Linked DNA regions of Mus musculus: region 2 is linked to region 1. A link is a contact called in public HiChIP or PLAC-seq data. All regions are on one chromosome and are shown on one strand. The core of a region is the stretch at or near the end of the contact, and the rest is flanking DNA. Distances in the headings are between cores, read along the strand shown. Region 1 overlaps Gm33963 (a long non-coding RNA gene). Region 2 has its middle 5.8 kb from the start of Gm34281.

Region 1 (3,625 bases), core at 343-2,842:
AAACTGAATGAGATCAAATCTTGAAATAATTTTTAAATAAGTTACAAAGCAGACAGAAACTCCACCTTAAGTATTTGATTTTCCTAACATAAATGAATAATGACTTTATTTACCTCTAGTCAATATATTCTACTTCTATGCATTCAGTCCCTCTGCCAAGCACCATGCTAGGGAACAACTGGAAAATGGTGAATGAAAGAGCTCCTACTAGCGTCCAGCACCTTTAGTTCAATTCCACCAGTAGAAGACTAGCTAAGATGAGAGACATGTTGCAGGGTATATATAAATGTGTCACTGTTCTTCACAGCATGAAGGAGGCTCTGTGTATTAAATCTGCCAGAAGGGAATGGGGCAGCCATATACAGTGGGTAACATTGATTCCTAAAAGCCAAATGGTTGAGTCCATATGCATGGAGTCAGGGGGGACACTGAGAGCATCAAAGATGAGCCTCCTGGGCATGGTGCCCTGAGCAAATAAACAGACACGACCAGAGTATGAAGAAAACCCCACCTTTACAACTGTGCAGCTGCTAAATTCTATATGTCTAAAGGTAGTCTTGCTTCGAGGGAACAAGGGAATTTCTGGAAAATTTGTAACTGAGAGGCACACATAACATGAAAATGAAAAGGAAAACACCTTTAAGATGACTCAATATTCTTGGACGACTTATAGTTTGGCATACAGAAGGAAATGTATTCCTTCGAATGAAGAATTTGTTTTAAACATTGACATCCCACCTCAGTGGTGTCATATTCATATGTTGCTGAATGTTTCCACTAGGATGATTATTTCTTTCATTGTTTGAGGCAGCATCTCTGTGATTTTGTTGATTCGTCCTTTTCAATGGTGTGGTTTGTTCTCCGAGTGAGGTTTTGTCTCACTGTGAAGAGGACCAGCTTGAGGTGGGATATTTTAATCTGGTATGAGCCTGTACTTCCCTGGATATGAGCAACTAAGGATACCGATGATCCAAGTGATATGTTCCCATTCCTAAACGTTATCCATGCTCAACACCAGCCTGTTGGGCTGATGTGGACTGTAGTGGGAGCTAAGGGCTTAGCCTGCGAGATATCTAGTTATATCATTTGAAATCCACTATGTGGAAATTAGTTCTTTCTTGTCCTGATCAATATTGCTAAAACCAGATTTCCAAGCCTATTACATTCTTCTCCCAAGCAGAGAGAGATCAGCCATCTCTGCTTGTTAGGTGTACCTAAGGCCATTAGCATTGATAATTAAATAACCGTGATATTTGTGAGAAACGATAAGACAAACACACTTGAAGGAAATGAACAGTTGCAAGAAGAAAATATATGTATGTATAAACTAGCCGGGTTCCACGGCTGATTTTTCCCTTTCCTTAAAATTAAATGAATTCTTCATTCGCTATTATAAACTAAATATTTCCTTTGAGTCCAATTAGCATTGCTGAAAGAAGAAGCAAATCAAGCCGCTGTTCAGCATGCATCAATGTAATGGAAAATCAGGTCCTTTATTCCAGCTTTAATAACAGCAGCTTGATTAGAAGCGAAGAAAAGACTGTGGCTAGAGAAGGGGGAAAGGAGAAGGACTGCCAAATTAGTTCTAGGAGAATTCTCAACCTGTCTGCTCCCCGGCTCACTATTCAAATGCTAATTGAGCCTTTTGGTAAACAGAATGGGTAATCATGAAAGACAAAAACAGACACAGAAAACAAATGAAATATCACACCTTATCCAAAACAGCATGGCATTTTTCTGATAAGCTTCTGAAGCCTAAAAATTTTTAAGTCTTTGGCTCCTTTTTTTTTCCCCTCGACCAATTATAATTAATATAATAAAATAAATATTACATAATCAAATAAAAAATGACAAAGAACTGCTTTGTTTCAACAATGAAATCAGTCATGTTATAATTAGATAAGAGGATTTATATTCACAGCTATAAACATGAAAGTAGACCATGAGGCTGGATAAAGGCAAGTTTTTAATTCTTAAAAATTAATTACATGGCATTATTCTTATCAGTACACAGAATGCATTAATTATACAATTAATAAAATGATGAAAGGGATTTTTTTTTTTGGCAATTGTAATGCACATGGGGACATTTGGTTTTATACCCAGGATTGTCCTTCAGGCACTTCTATAATCTTCTTACTAGGCAATGTCAAGACCCTAAACCAGTTAGTAGGCATACTGCATGGAGTGGGTCTTTATGTCGGTGCTTAGACTCATTTCGGAAAGGTTGTGGATTTCCATGTAATTGGGATCTAAGGTGTAATAGGTTTAATTTAAGGTCCTCCTTGAAAGAACAGCAGGAAAAGGCATTGTCAGCAATGTGAACTAGATGGGAGAAGTGGGGACTCACTCCTTCGCAATGGGCTTCTCTAAAGATAAAAACCTCTTGATCACTAAAACAGCAGTTGCTCTGAGCATGCCCGTCACCAGTGTAGGATGGATGGAGTCTTGGGCATGCACCCACTTTATTCTTAACCACACTTTAAAGTTATAAACAATGTTCAAAAAGAGGAAAATGTGGGAGAAAAGGAAAGCTTGCTATCAGGAACAGAGCCACAGGCCATATCCATTTTTTTTTTTTTAAGCAACCACAAGGGACTGTCCTGATTCTCTTGCTGGCTTCCAGTTGTGTTTTATCGATGAGTACCAGGAGTAATGAGTTATTGGCAGAGGCAGAGACATCTGGCTTTGTTATATACAAATTGTTGGTGTTAGGTATGACAGGACAGGAGCCACAACGGTGTTGGCTCACTAGCTAAAAACAAACACTCCAACGGTTCACGTGGAAAGACACTGTAGTGAGCATGCTCATTATGAATGCAGGTATGGTCTCTGTGTGAATCAAACTCGGATGCTGACAACTGTACAACAAAGTAGCAGCCACATCTCAACTTAAGTGACAACGACAAGACAATTTGAATTGTTTTATGACAAAAAAGGGAAAGCTACTAAAATAGAAAGTGGGAGACCCTACCAGCAGGGGTGCCAAAACAGCACTATGTTGCTGGAGACCTTACCAGCAAGGGTACTGAAGCAGCTCTCTGTTGCTTTTGCTCATGCTTACCTGTCCAGTCTTCATGGTTCCTTTCAATAATTAGAATAGTGTGAGATGAAAATACCTATGGGCTCCTATAGCTTTAAACGCAATTGCATGTGCCAGGACTCTTACGTATACTGAAAATATGGAGTGCACCGTTTTCCTTCTCTTCCCTCTCAGCATCCCTGACATTGTGTGAACACACACACACACACACACACACACACACACACACACTCGTACCCCACCCCACTAGAATATTCTGTGCCTTTTTTCTCTAGCCTGTCATCTTCCTTTCTGTTTTTCTGTCCCTAGGCATATCAACATTTCAAGGTTAATGACAAAGCACCTTGGAAAGTGGTGTTTGTTTAGCTTAGGGTAATGTTTTAAATGCCTTTCTATGTGTGGCAATCTCATTGCTTCTAAAACAAAACCCATCTGCAATCTGAACCTGAATTCCATATTAACACCTAGCACACATTTCTTCAGGGTTTTTTTTTTTTTTTTTGTCATCCTGTCCTGGTTGAAAAATTATCTGTGAAACAGGAGCTGGCAAACACTAGAATCAGTCTGATAGGTTCAAGCTTT
Region 2 (3,555 bases), core at 768-3,267, 980 kb after region 1:
TTCGTGTGAATCTATGCCAATGCCTGGCAAATACAGAGGTGTATGCTCGCAGTCATCTATTGGATAGAACACTTGCATTGCTTTTAAATAATATAAATATAAATCCTTCACCATTCAAGTTGGCAAACTAAAACTTTAACTTTTTTTATATAATATTCACCAAATGGAAAAGCTAAGAATCTAAAGAAGGTTCTTTTAGGTGAGGAAATATAATAACACTCCCAGAAATTTGGAATTAGATAAATATCTAGTTTCTCATATAACTGAGTTTTATGCCATTATACCTCTACTAACTAGTAATATGTAAGAAGACAGATAAAACTTAAGTCAGCATTTATTAATTTATTAAAGCTAGATTGTGTCTTTTAAAAAGAAATTTTTCTGGGAAAAAGATGTAAAATTGTGTGTTTTGCTTGATATTTTATAAAGCCTACTTAGGGAGATGGAGAGATGGTTCAGTAGTTAGGAGCACTGACTGCTCTTCCAGAGGTCCTGAGTTCAATTTGGTGTCACACGGATCTGTAATGGAACCTAATACTCTCTTCTGGAGTGCATAAAGCCCACTTCATGTTCCTGAAGTCGCATGGTAAATAAAAAGAAAAGGAGAGAAAAATTAAGGTAAGACAAAAGAGGCATTTTAAAAAGCACATGATGTTGAAAAGGTCACCTTCAGACAAGGTGGGCAACAGTCACCTCATTCCCTAAAGGCCAATCAGTTTACAGGGTGCATTGTTCCACAAATCATTATGCCTAGTTGCTGATGCTCTATTCTGCCCCTGGAAACCATATAAAAACTTGCCGAATGGGCGCTGGGGGTCTCCACCTCTTCTTTCTGTCTGGAATGACCCCAGTGCACTGGAACAATAAATTCTTCTTGCTTTTTGCATTGATCCAGGCTCCAAGTGGTTCACCCAGTAAGCTAAGGCTCTCCGGAGTCTTACAATGTATCATACCCTCATCTAGACTTCCCCTATAAATCGTCTTATCCAATCTTCATAATCATATCCAAACTCAGGTCTTATTTGTTGAAGTACTAAAAAAGAGTTAAGGGAACTCGGTGTTCTGAAATGAATGTTTGGGGTTCCAACCCTTAGATTCACATATAGAAGCCACAACACCAATATAACATATTAAGGGAAAGAACCTTTGGAACTCGATCAGACCATGACTGACCATGACTGCAGTCCCTTCTTAAATGGGGCTCCTATCCTTCCTTGGAGAGATCTGAGGGCTAGAGGCATGACTCAGTGACACATGCTTAGTACTTATGAACCCTGAGTTCAGTCCCTAGAACTCAAGTCTAGTAGAGACAGAGATAGCGAGACAGGCAGAGACACGGAGACAAAGCACTTCCTTCCCATCTCTCTTCTCCATCACTCGAGGATACAATGGGAAGGTGTCATGTACAGATGAGGAAGCACACCCTCTGGGGAAAGCAGATCTGCCAATCCCTATGGACTTCGAAGCCTCCAGAACTTTGGAAATACATTTCTGTCCTTGAAGCTACCCAATCCACAGTAGTTTGCTATAGCAACTCAAACTGGCTAATAAGTTGAGAACTCCAAAACTCAGCTAACCGGATAATGCAACGAACACATAGGAAAGTGCTTGATTTTTACCCCCTCCCCTTTCATTACCGCTGAGGTCTTATTGCACATCCAGGGACAACAGCCGAATGGCCTACACCATCAAAGAGAGTGAAAGCCTAAGCCACCAGGGTAGACAGAGATCAGGAGGGAGAGCCTGGGATCATCAATCAATCTCCAGTTCAGCGTGAACCTCCTCACGACCCAGCAGCCATGTGGAAGATAGAATTCCCCACTGCAGCTCCCTGCCTTCAGAAGCCTGACCACAACAATCAAGCGATCATAATTCCCCAGGGCAAAACTACCTGCTCAGTGTATCTAATTGAGAGGAAGGGGTGACAAAGGTAACAAACAGAGGGGGAAAAATGTGCTCAGAGTATTTTGTATTTGTCAATGTGCAGGCGGCATGGGAGTGACCCATGGTATTGAAATGGGACAGGCTGTGGGAAGAGAGGGTTGCTGCTGCCGAGAAAGGAGAATGTGGGGGATGAAAGGGAGACAGACAACTCAGAATTTTCCCCTTTTGAATTTCAACCTGTTGGATAAAAACAATAGCAAATGAGGCACTGAATATGCATGAGGCAGGGAAGGTATTTTAAGTTTTTCAGGAGACAGCTCGCTGAACGGAATTGCTAATTATGTCTCACATTGCTCCGTCCAATTCAGTTAGCTTGATTATGGCTGAGTTGTCAACTCCCCTGCTCTTGAGGTTCCACGGTTTCGGCCTGTTCTGAGGCTTAATACTAAATTAGAATTACATTTTTCAGAAGAAAAAAAAAACTGTTTTCCCTTATTGAAGTGCTAGCTTTAACCATTGTGACAATATAACCTTTCTCAACAAAAATAAAATTAAAGCCGCCAAGGGTTCAGATTCAAGGGTTTTTTGGAGTCGGTGGAATGTGAGGAATGTAATCGCAGCTGTGACAATTGCAAATTAAGATTGAACAATGAGCCAAATTAAAAGGGTGAGAAAGAGCAGAACACCATATGGAGTTCCTTGCTGCTACCCCCACAGGATATCTTTGATTTCTTAGGATGAGCAGGATTAGTCAACAGAGGAATGGACTAAACAGAGCCTGGGCTCTCCCTAGCCCCAGCCACTGCCTTCATCAGGCCCAGCCTTAACTTAATCTCCTTGCTTTTAAAATGGAACTTCACTTCAGCCATGCTACTGGCTCAAGAGAGGATGGGGGATAAAGCAAGGCCCTCAGTGGACAGGTAAACAAGGTCCAAGCCCACCTGTGATAGACTCTTCATCACTGTGACGGAATAGCTGAGAAAACAACTCAAGGGGAGAAGGATCTATTTTGCTACCAGGCCAGATGTTTCGGACACCATCGCAGAGAAGTTGTGAAAGAACAAGGCAGCTTGCCTTATAGTGAACAGGAGGCAGAGGAAGAAGAAAAGTCAAGCCACCTACTTCTTCCACAGAGCTCCTTGCCATCATACCTTTTATCACTTTCTAAGAGCACCATCATATTAATTCATTGAAGAATTAATCCAATAATTGGATCAGAGCCCTTAAAATACAATCATTATCCCCGAACCCATCAACTGGCAGTAAGCTCTCCATGCATGGGCCTATGAAAGACATTTTAGGAGTTAGGGGAGAATTCACAATAAATTGTAGAGAAAAGAGAGCAAGAGAGACTCTATTAAATGAATATTATTAGGGTACGTTCATCCATTCCTTTCTGTCAAATCCACTCTATTTTTGTCAAACCTCTTGCGAACATACAAAGAACAATAAAAGATATTGTTCACCGATGAGGGTACAAGCAATTCTGCCTGGGGCACACCTAATGTCTCACCCCAAAAGGAAAACAGCACTGTACTCAGCTCTCTGCAGAAAGAAACACTGCTTGAGAGACATGAAGGTTCAGTTCAGAGTACTTCTCCAAACCAAGGTGCAGTCAGAGGTGTCTACACTAGCAGCTCCACCATGCTGGAGTACACGGAGTGGCTGGCC

Evidence for each region. HiChIP or PLAC-seq counts read pairs in DNA pulled down with a chosen protein or histone mark.
Region 2: a contact with region 1 is called in an H3K4me3 HiChIP or PLAC-seq map of embryonic basal ganglia, with 7 times the contacts expected there. The contact joins two enhancer-like sites. A contact is called at or near these places in 1 of 15 datasets of contacts at CTCF or cohesin (the NIH/3T3 cell line), 1 of 484 Hi-C or Micro-C datasets (embryonic stem cells) and 4 of 115 datasets of contacts at active chromatin or transcription factors (embryonic basal ganglia, embryonic limb bud, embryonic stem cells and 1 more).

What each region holds. Positions count from the first base shown.
Region 1 is chr11:39,595,094-39,598,718 of GRCm38.p6, forward strand. All of the region lies in intron 1 of Gm33963 (a long non-coding RNA gene), which reads left to right. Among named protein-coding and RNA genes, the nearest start is that of Gm33963, 8.2 kb to the left of the region's middle. Within about 2 kb of position 1,593, at least 9 of the 459 cell types and tissues checked have an H3K27ac peak or open chromatin away from gene starts, as enhancers often do. A contact at or near this core is called in embryonic basal ganglia, where this site is marked.
Region 2 is chr11:40,571,359-40,574,913 of GRCm38.p6, forward strand. No RefSeq gene overlaps it. Among named protein-coding and RNA genes, the nearest start is that of Gm34281, 5.8 kb to the left of the region's middle. Within about 2 kb of position 2,018, at least 37 of the 459 cell types and tissues checked have an H3K27ac peak or open chromatin away from gene starts, as enhancers often do. A contact at or near this core is called in embryonic basal ganglia, where this site is marked.